Regions from separate parts of the Mus musculus genome. Here regions 2 and 3 are each linked to region 1. Evidence: chromatin contacts called from public HiChIP or PLAC-seq and promoter capture Hi-C data. All regions are on one chromosome and are shown on one strand. The core of a region is the stretch at or near the end of the contact, and the rest is flanking DNA. Distances in the headings are between cores, read along the strand shown. Region 1 holds the start of Rnf157 (ring finger protein 157). Region 2 overlaps Ten1 (TEN1 telomerase capping complex subunit). Region 3 holds the start of Evpl (envoplakin).

Region 1 (3,570 bases), core at 561-3,060:
TCTCTGTATAACCGCCCTGGCTAGAACTCGGTTTGTAGATCAGGCTGGCCTTGAACTCACAGAGAGATATATACATACTTGCCTCCCAAGTGCTGGGATTAAGGCGTGCACCACCACACCTGGCTTCATATTTGTGTTTTTAAAAGAACAAAATGCTAGTTGGGTATAGTGGCTCACATTTGTAATCCTATGGCTGGGGAGCGGGGCTAGATCAGCCTCCTTTTTGTTGTTGTATTGGTTTTATTTTGTTTGAGACAGTCTCACTGTGTAGCCCAGGCTGACCCCAAATTTAACAATCCTGCCTCAGCCTTCAGGGCACCAAGATGCAATTTTAATAGATAAAAGTAACCATGCGGTCATTATTAGCAAGAGGTTTATTAAAAACACTAACAATCGCTGCTTAATGTCAGACCTCTCTAAAGTGGTTCTCACTCATTTCTGCTAGGACTCATTCTCTGGCACAAAAGCAGCAAGACAGGGAGCTACTGGCACTCACTCCGCAGGGAGGCAGGTTCATTGTCTGGTCCCAGCTTCCACCTGGCAGAAACTGGATGTACTGCTGAGAAATCAGCTCGACTCATTAGCATGTCTTTATTCTACCAAGAGAGAATGGGACCCTGTCCAATTCTGACACCTCACTCACTACTCCCGCATCAAAATCCACACCAGGTCCTCAAGCCAGAGGGAAGGTGGTAGACACGAGTCCCGGGGGTCTTGAGATCAGCAAGCAAAAAAAAATTTTTTTTAGATAAAGGTGATGATAAAGGACATGTAGCTGGGTCACTCGCCAGCAGCTTGAACAGCAGTCCTCACTCAAGTGGACTACTTTCTCATCTGCTGTCAAAACTCTCCTGCAATGCTGATGCTGATGGAGGCATTGACTGTTTCAAGTGACAGTGTACGACAGAAAACACTTTTGCTCTGTCTCCAGCCATCTCCTTGACAGAAACTAGGAAAGGGGCAATCCAAGTGACTCTTGTCAGATTCCTACACATCTCTGTTAACTTAGTTTCTCCCCCAATCCCCGCCCTGATAGTCTCCAGAAAAGCGAAGAACTGCTTAAGCAAGTTCGTCCTCCCGCACTACTCCTCACGCTCGCAGAAACGCACTTCTAGCTGTCCCAAGGGACATGGATGCGACAGCCCGGGGACAACACCTGGCACAGGTGCCTGTCAGGGATGCCTCTCCAACCCGCAGCCGCTGCAACGCCGCATCCCCGGCGGCGCGCGTCCCTGTCGCAGAGCAGATTACCACGGAGGACGCGAGCGGTGACCTCGGTGACCCTGCAGGCACCTGCAGTCCTCCGCGTGGCGTCGCCGAGGCCCGGGATGGGGAGCGCCCCCCGCCCTGCATCCCGAAGACCTCCCCCGCTCCGCGGCCGACTCGGGGCCGCCCGGGCCACCGCGTTGCCCGCCCGCAGCATCCGACGCGCGGCCTCCCCTCCGCCCGGCCCGTGGCGCGCGCCCGGCCCTCACCGGACTTGGGCGGGTAGCGGTACACGGAATTGGACGGGATGTCCACCTCCTCCACGCCCGCGTGCTGCCGGCTCGTCAGGGCCCCCATGGCCGCTGCGATCGCGGCGTCGCCCGGGCTCCGGCGTCCGAGCCTCAGCGCGCCGGCCGGCCGCACGCCCGGTGCGGGGGTCGGCTGCCCGCCGCGGCCCGCTCGGCTGAGGCGCTGCTGCGGCTGAGGCTGCGGGGAGCGGCCCGCACGGCGCGCACCATCCTCCGCCGGGCACCGCGGCGGCGCCTCTGCCTGAGGGGGCTGCGGGGCTGAGCCCGGGGGCGCCGCCGCCGCCTCAGACCGCGTGATGTCAGCGGCGGCTAGCGCGCGGGGGGACCGCGGCGGCCTCAGCCAATGGGACGGCGGGGCGGGAGCGCCCGCGGGCCGGCCAGCCAATAGGAAACGAGCTGCGGTGGGCGCCCGCGGCGCGTGCTTCGCGCGGAGGTTGCGGCGCGGATGCGGCCTGGGGCTCGGCGGCAGCGACGGGCAAGGGTCTGAGTCTCCCGGAGCTGCTCGGCCACGGCGGGTGGAAGAAGCATGGTCCCCGCCGCACCCGAGCGGTGTCCCGGTGGGATTATTGCTCCGGGTGCGCCTCCCCCGTGGCACCGGGGAGGCCTGCCTCGAGCTCGCGCGTCTTTGTCCCTGAATCCCACAGCGAGCCGCCCCGCCCTGGCAGCCAGAGCCCCGCCTCCTCCGCGTCTGTCGAGGTCATAGCCCAGGGGCGAGCATCCACATCCCTCATGCCCCTACCGCCTGAACCCCAAGTGCTCTGCCAACCTCACATCCCAAATGTCACCAAGACTGCATAGGGGATGTTGGGATGGTCAGCTAAGATGTGGCCATCCCTCCGTAAATGCTGTTTGTAACCTCCTTCCTGGGACAGCTCGGGTAGCCTTTAGGGTTTGGATTGGTAGGCATTAACTCAAGATAGTCACTCTGAGCCTGTCCCTTGTGAACTGTTCTCTGGAGACACTGGAAAGAGCCTTGTGTGGCCTATCAGTGAACAGTCCTCGAATCAAAAAGGGAATTTGATAGGGCAGATCTAGGACTTCCCTACACACACACACACACACACACACACACACACACACACACACAGTGGGCAGGCAGAAGACGTCATTGCTCAGTTAATTACAGACATTTATGTATTTGTGGGTATGATGAGGTTTTGGGGATTTTTTTGTTTTGTTTTTGTTTCTCTGGGGGGAGACTGATCAAGGTTCCGAACTGTTTCAGCATGACGTCAACTTTCAACAACATACACAGTAGTTTGGGGTGACTGATTCCCTTCTTTAGGTTTGTAAAACTGTTTTGTAGATCTGTCTGTCTCCTGATCTCTTCTCTTCTCTTCTCTTCTCTTCTCTTCTCTTCTCTTCTCTTCTCTCACCCCCCCGCCCCCCCCCGTGTGTGTGTGTGTGTGTGTGTGTGTGTGTGTGTGTGTGGTTTGCAGGGGTTGGTGTGGTTTAAGTTTTGTTGTTGATGTTAACATTTTATTTGTGTGTTGGCAGGGGGGGGTTCCTCTCCTGTATCGCCAGGTGATTTTAGAGGTCAAAGGACAACTTGCAGAAGTGTTTTCTCTTCAACTGTGTGGATTCTAGGGATATATCTCAGTTCCTCGGCTCCCCCTCCACCTTGAGACCAGATCTCATGTAGCTCTCGTTGACCCAGAACTTCTTGTAACCAATGTGGCCTTGAATTTCTGAGTCTCCTGCCTCTGCCTCCCAAGAGTATTTTGCATTTTCATTCACCTGAATTTAACTGACTCTGTGTTAAAGTTACTTATGAAAAATTGCCTTGGTTTTCCCCCAAGGTCCCCTGGAAGCCAGGCACCCACTCCTATCATGCACATCGGGTGATAATGAGGGAGGCCAAGTCCCTGCTCCAGACACCCTCATCCAGGTCACAGGGCTCACCTGAATTTGGAGCTCTCCCTGCAGCCCCCCAGCCCTAACCATTAGGCTTCCAGAGGTATCTTAGGGGAGAGCTGTAGCCTCCCTCTATTTTCCTTTCTCTACACACAGATCCTTCCTCACAGGTGCCAGGTGACTGCGTGTGGCTCCAGCCTTT
Region 2 (3,570 bases), core at 678-3,177, 200 kb before region 1:
CTCTTCTGATGTGTGTCAGAAGATAGCTACAGTGTAGTCATATGCATAAAATAAATAAATAAATCTTAAAAAACACAAACACCCTCCTCATTCACTGTGTGGGCGCGCACGCTCACGTCGGCCTCGTTGAGCATCGTGTGCTGGCCTGGTGCTCTCTAAGGCCGTGCTCCACCTTCTGCTTGCTGTGCTCCACCTTCTGCTTGCCGTGCTCCATCTTGTGCTTGCCTTCTTTTCTCATAACGTTTTTATGCATTTCCTGAGGATTTTAATGTGCCACTGTGATGTGGAGTAAGGAATTGATGAGCGAGCCGTGGGTGGAACCCTGAGCTGGCTGAGTGTGGCCATGCCTGTCCTGACCTTTCCCCTGAGCAGGAGGTACACAGCTTTCATCCTTCCTGGGCCAGGCCTTAAGTCCTGGCGGATACAAAGGTCCATCAAACATGTGCAGTGCACTGTGTCCAGGTGGAAAGTTCTGAGGACAAAGGAGAGGTCGGGCAGAGGAACCTTTCTCCCATGTTTTACATCTAGAGCCAGCCAGGAGACTGGTGTGGAACAGCACCAGCTCTGTGATCATCTCCCGGAATCTGACACCGCTTGGTACCGTCCAAGGCCCTGATGGGTCCCTGTCTGAGGTGTTTCTAAACATCTTCCCCTGTGTGTAATTAGTAATAATCACACCTTGTATAAGCATACTGGCTGTAACAACTGCCACCTCACAAACCTCTTTTCTCACCTTTTAAAAACTATTGTAAAAACTTTTTTTTTTTTTGTTTTTTTAAGACAGGGTTTCTCTGTGTAGCCCTGGCTGTCCTGGAACTCACTTTGTAGACCAGGCTGGCCTCAAACTCAGAAATCCACCTGCCTCTGCCTCCCGAGTGCTGGGACTAAAGGTGTGCGCTACCATGCCTGGCTTGTAAAAACTTTTAATTGTCACATGGTGATTGTATAGCCATACTATGGACACAGGGTGACATTTCAATACATGTCCATGGTAGGTAATGAATGATTACATCAGAACAATTGGTATATCAATCTCTGTAGACATTTATCTTCTGCGCGCGCGCATGTCTGTGTGTGTGTGTGTGTGTGTGTGTGTGTGTGAGAGAGAGAGAGAGAGAGAGAGAGAGAGAGAGAGATAGAGAGAGCTCAGAATAATCAAAATATCCTCTCTGCTAGATGCTTTGAAATAATTCAAGTGGTTGGCAACAAGTAGGCCTGGGGTTACACAGTGACTGTAATCTTAGCTGCCCAGGAAGTTCCAGGCCTACCAGGGATACAGAGTGAGTTCAAGGGCAGCTTGGGTATCTTGGCAAGGCCATACCTCAGAAAGTGAAAAGAAGAAGGGAGCTGGGGGAAGGAAGCCAAGCTCAGTGGTGGCAACACAAAGGTAAAGGAATTTTTCTAGGAGAGATAGGTATGAGGCAGGAGAGTTACATGTTTGGTAATGCCTGCATAACTGTCACTGAGCGTGAGGCCAGGCTAGCCAGGACACAGAAGAGTTTCTAGACAGACAAGGAAAGCTGTTCAGTGAGAGGAGACTCTGAAGTCCCTGTGTTACAGTGAGAATATGTTTTGTGGTCTGAGGCTTCTCTGTACTCATCAGAGATGCGACCGGGGAGGGCAGAGGCTGGAGATGCATCAGGCAGGCAGGTTGGAAGGCAAAGGCTGAGTCCTGCAATACCAGGAAAATGGCTGGGAGGTACTTAGGGCCGGCTGAAGAGACAGAGAAGGTGAGAGAGTCCAGGAGACCCAAGGGGTGAAGAAGGCTGCAGTAGTAGGAGTGAAAGGTCAGGAAGATACTGAGAACAAACAGGGTGTAAGATTCTAGAACAAACCAGTCCAAGGTGCGAGGTGGGTGTGGGAGGGAGAACTGGAGCAGAGGTAAACTGCTGTAAACAGTTATCAGTGGGAAGGAGCCGGGCGTGTAACAGGAAACCCGAGCAGCAGGTGAACTCTGGACTCACCTCCTGCACAGTAGGACCTGTTGATATGGATAAAGCCAGGTTTCAGCCAAGTCCCAGAGAAAAGGTGAGACTCTTATAAGGACACTGGAAGAGGGAAACACAGTACAACAGAGGAAGGACACAGGACCCAGGAGTGTGGGCAGGGATGAGGACTTGGTGGGTTTGGGGTGACCATACAAGGACTACCTTTGATGTTGTCGAGTGACTGCCATTAAGGCGTGCAGGCCAGCACTAGTGGTCTCCACACGGCAGGGCAGTGGTACCTGACAGTTGCATGTGTGCTTAGGCTTGAACCTGGACCTCCTGCATGCTAGGCACGTGGTTGTGTGTGACTGTTCTTAGATGGTCTCTCATGTACAGCAGACTCCCCGCAAACCGGCTATGCATTGGAGGAGAACCTTGACCTCCTGATCTCCCGAGTGCTGGGGTTACAGGCATGTGCTAGCGTGTCCGATTCATGTGGTGCTCGTGGGAGCTCGGATGCTAAGCGGCTGAGGGGGTGCTAGCCAAGTGCTCTGCCGGCTGAGCTGCATACCCGGCCTTTTCCCTTCTCTTGAAGATTTATTTTACTTTTAAATGTGTGTGTATGTGTGTGTTCCCGTCTGTCTGTGTGTAGGTATGTACACATATATGCAGGTACCCATAGAAACCTGTGGCTTTGGATCCCCCCAGAACTGGATCAAAGAGTTGTAAGCAATTGGACTCAGTTGGGAACTGAGCTCAGGTCCTCTGCATGCTCTTAACCACCAACCCATCTCCCAGACCCTGTGTGTATGTGCATATGTATGTGTATGTGCATATGTATATGCATGTTTTTGGTTTGTGCTGAAGGTCAAACCCAGGTCCTTGCACACGCTAGCAGTGCTCTGTTTTTTGAAATGGGATTTTTGTTCAGCCACACCCTGCCAAGGGCTAGGACTCTAGGCAAGCCCTTTCCTGCCTGCTTTACCTCACACCTTCTACCCACAGGCTGCCATCCTCAGATGCCACACATGCACTCCCATCTCTCCTCCTTCCATCCAGAATGGGCTGAAGCACCTGGACTGCAGCCATGGCCTGACCGAGCCACTGAGAAGCCGTCCATTCTGGGGACCGCTTACTCTGTAGACAATAAACGATAAAGCCAACTGAGACTGATGAACGTAATGAACAGGAGCAAAGGCTCAACAGCTGCAACCACTCGCTGCTCTTCCACAGGATCCAAGCCTGCTTCCCAGCACCCACACAGGCAGTCACAGCCACCTGTAACTCCAGCTCCAGGGGAGCCAGTATTCTCTTCAGGCCTTCATAGGCACCTGCACTCATATGCGCACATTCATAGATACACACGTATATATCTAATTTACAAATTTAAATCTTCTAAAGTATAAGCAAACACCTTTTAAGAGTCTGTGAAATTTAAGCAGATTTCTTTTTTTTTTTTCTTTTTCTTTAATTTTCTTACTTTTTTTTGTTTGTTTGGTTTGGTTTTTCGAGACAGAGTTCCTCTGTGTAGCCCTGGCTGTCCTGGAACTCACTCTGTAGACCAGGCTGGCCTCGAACTCAGAAATCCGCCTGTTTCTGCCTCCCAAGTGCTGGGATTAAAGGCATGCGCCACCACCGCCCG
Region 3 (3,570 bases), core at 757-3,256, 170 kb before region 1:
CTGGTCTACAGAGTGAGTTCTACACAGAGAAACCCTGTCTCAAACAAACAAACAAACAAACAAAATAAAAAATACTCTTCCCCTCCCCCAAACAACAAGAACCCACAACAACTAAGTCTTATTCTATATCCCAGGCTGGCCTGGAACATACTGTGTTGTCCAGGCTGGACTACCAAGTTCTGGATTACTGGTGTGGGACATGGGTTCTTTAATATCTTCAGCACAGGTTTTGTTCTGCTTCTATGAGACAGGCTCTCACTATGTACCCTTGGCTAGCTCAGACTCACTATATAGCCCAGGCTAGCCTCAAATTCATAGAGATTGCCTGCCTGAGCCTTGAGTGCTAGGATTAAAGTTGGCCTGTGCCACCATGTCTGGCGCTGAGCACAAAGGTCTCCTAGGTACTTAAAGAATTAAGCCATGGGAAGCAGCCAGCTCAGTGCCTTGGAGTCAGCACCCAGTATGTATCATTTTATTTTTATGTGTACGGATGTTTTGCCTAAATGTATGTCTGTGTATCATGTGTGCGTCTGATGCCTGTGGAGACCAGAACAGGATTCCCTGGACCTGAAGATGAATGTAGAAGCTGGGAATTGATCAGAGGTCCTCTGGAATAGCCAGTGCTCTTAGCCATTAAGCCATCTCTCCAGGCCCCAATCTCACTGTGTGGCCCTAGCTGGCCTAGCCTCCAACACACAGATCCGCTAGTCTCTGCCTCTGTCTGGAGTGCTGAGATTAAAGGCAACGTGTTAATTTTTATTGTACGGAAGCGAGCACTTTCAAGGTAGGGATGCCAGTGTTTTGCTGGCTAGGGCATTCCCAGAGGCTAGGGCAGTCTGGGCATAAAGAAGAGCTCAAGGAGTTGACACCTCTGAGGGGAACAAGGAGCCCTCAGCAGGACGTGTGAATGAAGTTACAGGAGTCTGGGACTGGGACCAGGACGCTTCTGGGACTCCAGGGAGAGCCCAGCCTCAGGTTGGGCCTCCTGACAGAGATGCTTCTGCTGGGAGCTATGCACCCCACCCTGGGCTGGGCGCAGTGCCTCAGGGAGACAGGTCACTGCAGTGAGAGTCTTAAGCACTGTCTTTCCTGTTGGCCCAGATGCCCAGCCTCTGGGTTGGCACCCTGATCACTGTCGAGGTAATGGGTACCTGGATCTTTGCCTTTCATCTACACTCTTATCTTGACACCTCTGCACCCCGACCGACACCTGAATCCAGGCAGGCTGCCATCTCCTAGAGAGGGCTTGGGGCCAGTGAGTGGGATGAACGTGGTCAGTTCTCTCTGCAGAGAGCCACTGATCAGAGCATGGCACCACCACCTCCTGTCACCCCCATGAGAAAGGCCTCCTGACTCTTGAAGGAGACAGACAAGACCCAGGGTTGGGACCTGGGGGGAAAGTGGTTTAGGTGGGGTGTACTCCAGCTCAGAAAGCCCTCTCTCTCTTGAGCCTCTTACTCCTGCCCACCCTGAATCCACACTCACTCCAAGATTTAGCCAACCCAAGTGCACCATCAGGGTTGCGTGCCAAAACAGGGAGCCAGATTCTGCTGGTCCCAGCCATCCCGTCCCGCACCTCTGAAAGGGCACCCTTCCCCTGTGCCCCCCAACATCCCTCATCCGCAGGAGAATGTGGGTGGCAGCAGGCTATCCATCCCTTGCTCAACCTGGGCCACAGGCAGGAGAGAGGCCCTTGGGCCCTTAGCCTAAGGACACCAAATGCCAGAACTGAGCTCTGCCGCCAACAGGTAGTTGGAACATACCTGGGCCCTGCACCACCCTGATCCCAGCACCGCTACCCAGGGCCCCACTCACCGATTGTGCTTGTTGGGGGAGCCCTTAGGGGACCCCTTGGCTGGGGAGCCCTTGGGGGACCCCTTCCCCTGGGAGCCTTTGCTCAGCCCCTTGAACATGGTGGTGAAGCAGGTGCCGGCTCAGGCTGGGCTCTCCTGGGAGGAGGGCGGCGGGAAGGCGACGCGCGTCCTCGCTGGCTACTAGCCGGGCTCTGGGGAGGTGGGGCGGCGGTCGGGGAAGGCAGTTTCTGGGAGGCTCCTCCCTGCAGGTGCGGTGTCTCTGCCAGGCCCGGCCCGCGCATGCCCCAGCGCCCGCCCCGACGTGCGCAGCCAGCTCCTGCACAACCAGTCTGGGAGGAGAGGGCACAGCCCAGGGGCGGGGCGCCCGTACGACTCCCACGGAGGTTTGGACTTGTTACACCCACATGCCCAGCCAGAGAGCGGGGATCACACCCAGGTGGGGAAGTGGCCAGGCTGGAGCATAGCGAGACAGACTGACTCAAGCACTTGTTCAGGTCCTGGCTCAGCGGGTCCTAGAGCTGGGGTTAGCCAACCTCAAAGGCTCTTGCACAGAGGTCCACTATCAACCGGGCCCCCACCCATAGCTCGGCCTGCCAGGAGAGGTGGAGAAGTGGAGAGGTGGGGCCACCCGGGCCTTGCTCTGTCTCCCACGGAGTGCTAGTAGACATTCACATCAGACAGCTATCTTTTTTTTTTCTTTTAAGCTTGAGAGAGGCTTTTGCTCTGTAACCCAAGCTGGCAACCAACCTCCCCGCCTCAGCCTCCCAAGTGCTGTCATTACAGGTGGGAACCACCATAACTGCTCTCAAATCTATTTTTAAAATGCGGGTGCCACCCAGCTGGTTCTCCATGTTCAGATAGGAACTCAGACTAGCTTCTGAGAGGCCAGGCTACCCAATGCATACCTTCTCAAGTCACGACCAGAATTGATCAGCCCTGTAGAGGAGCCGCAGGTCTCTGAAGTCCACAAGTACCCTGCTTGTTACTTTGTCTGGTTTCCAGGTAGAAAAGCCACTGACTAGTCCTTGTGGTTTCTACCAAGTCAGACAGACTGTCTGATGATCACATTGTCTTAAGATTTAGTGGCATGGGGCTGGAGAGATGGCTCAGTGGTTAAGAGCACTGACTGCTCTTCCAAAGGTCTTAAGTTCAATTCCCAGCAACCACATGGTGGCTCACAACCATCTGTAAAGGGATCTGATGCTCTCTTCGGGTGTGTCTGGAAACAACTATAGTGTACTCATATAAATAAATCTTAAAAAAAAAGGGGGGGGGCTGGTGAGATGGCTCAGTGGGTAAGAGCACCCGACTGCTCTTCCGAAGGTCCAGAGTTCAAATCCCAGCAACCACATGGTAGCTCACAACCATCCGCAACAAGATCTGACTCCCTCTTCTGGAGTGTCTGAAGACAGCTACAGTGTACTGTATATATTAGTAAAATAAATCTTTAAAAAAAAAAAAGATTTAGTGGCTTGTCTCTCACATCTGACGCCAAGTCAACTCCTATTTCTAGCAGGGCCTCGGTGCAACAGAAGAGGCCCAGCCGTCTTTTGGCTGCATCTCACCAAGAAGCTACTGATCATGGCCACTGAAGTAGAGAGAAGATTCCATTTTCAGCTCCTGAAAGAGGTTGCTAGTAGCAAAGGGAGCCGAAGAAGGCGGAGGGAGGACCTGGCAGAGCCAACAGCCACAGGAAACACAGTGGCCTACGATGCCCACTGCTCCAGGCACAAAATGATTAGTGAGATGTCATCAA

The links. HiChIP or PLAC-seq counts read pairs in DNA pulled down with a chosen protein or histone mark. Capture Hi-C pulls out chosen DNA fragments and counts their contacts.
Region 2: an HNF4G HiChIP or PLAC-seq map of pancreatic cancer cells shows a contact between it and region 1. The contact joins the enhancer-like site here to the promoter of Rnf157 in region 1. A contact is called at or near these places in 1 of 39 promoter capture datasets (liver), 2 of 115 datasets of contacts at active chromatin or transcription factors (bone marrow-derived macrophages and pancreatic cancer cells) and 2 of 9 other capture datasets (adipose tissue and liver).
Region 3: a promoter capture Hi-C map of adipose tissue shows a contact between it and region 1. The contact joins the promoter of Evpl here to the promoter of Rnf157 in region 1. A contact is called at or near these places in 3 of 39 promoter capture datasets (the C10 cell line, cranial neural crest and fetal liver), 2 of 115 datasets of contacts at active chromatin or transcription factors (bone marrow-derived macrophages and pancreatic cancer cells) and 4 of 9 other capture datasets (adipose tissue, embryonic stem cells, liver and 1 more).

The regions. Positions count from the first base shown.
Region 1 is chr11:116,411,222-116,414,791 of GRCm38.p6, forward strand. It overlaps Rnf157 (ring finger protein 157), which reads right to left and starts at 1,811. Exons shown (of 19, transcript NM_027258.1): 1 at 1,476-1,811. The coding sequence starts at 1,563.
Region 2 is chr11:116,209,019-116,212,588 of GRCm38.p6, forward strand. The region is part of intron 3 of Ten1 (TEN1 telomerase capping complex subunit); the gene reads left to right. Among named protein-coding and RNA genes, the nearest start is that of Acox1, 12 kb to the left of the region's middle. Within about 2 kb of position 1,928, at least 26 of the 459 cell types and tissues checked have an H3K27ac peak or open chromatin away from gene starts, as enhancers often do. A contact at or near this core is called in liver and pancreatic cancer cells, where this site is marked.
Region 3 is chr11:116,236,085-116,239,654 of GRCm38.p6, forward strand. Evpl (envoplakin) reads right to left here and starts at 2,007. Exons shown (of 22, transcript NM_025276.3): 1 at 1,816-2,007. The coding sequence starts at 1,913. It overlaps Gm33250 (a long non-coding RNA gene), which reads left to right. Exons shown (of 8, transcript XR_389161.4): 8 at 2,063-2,142.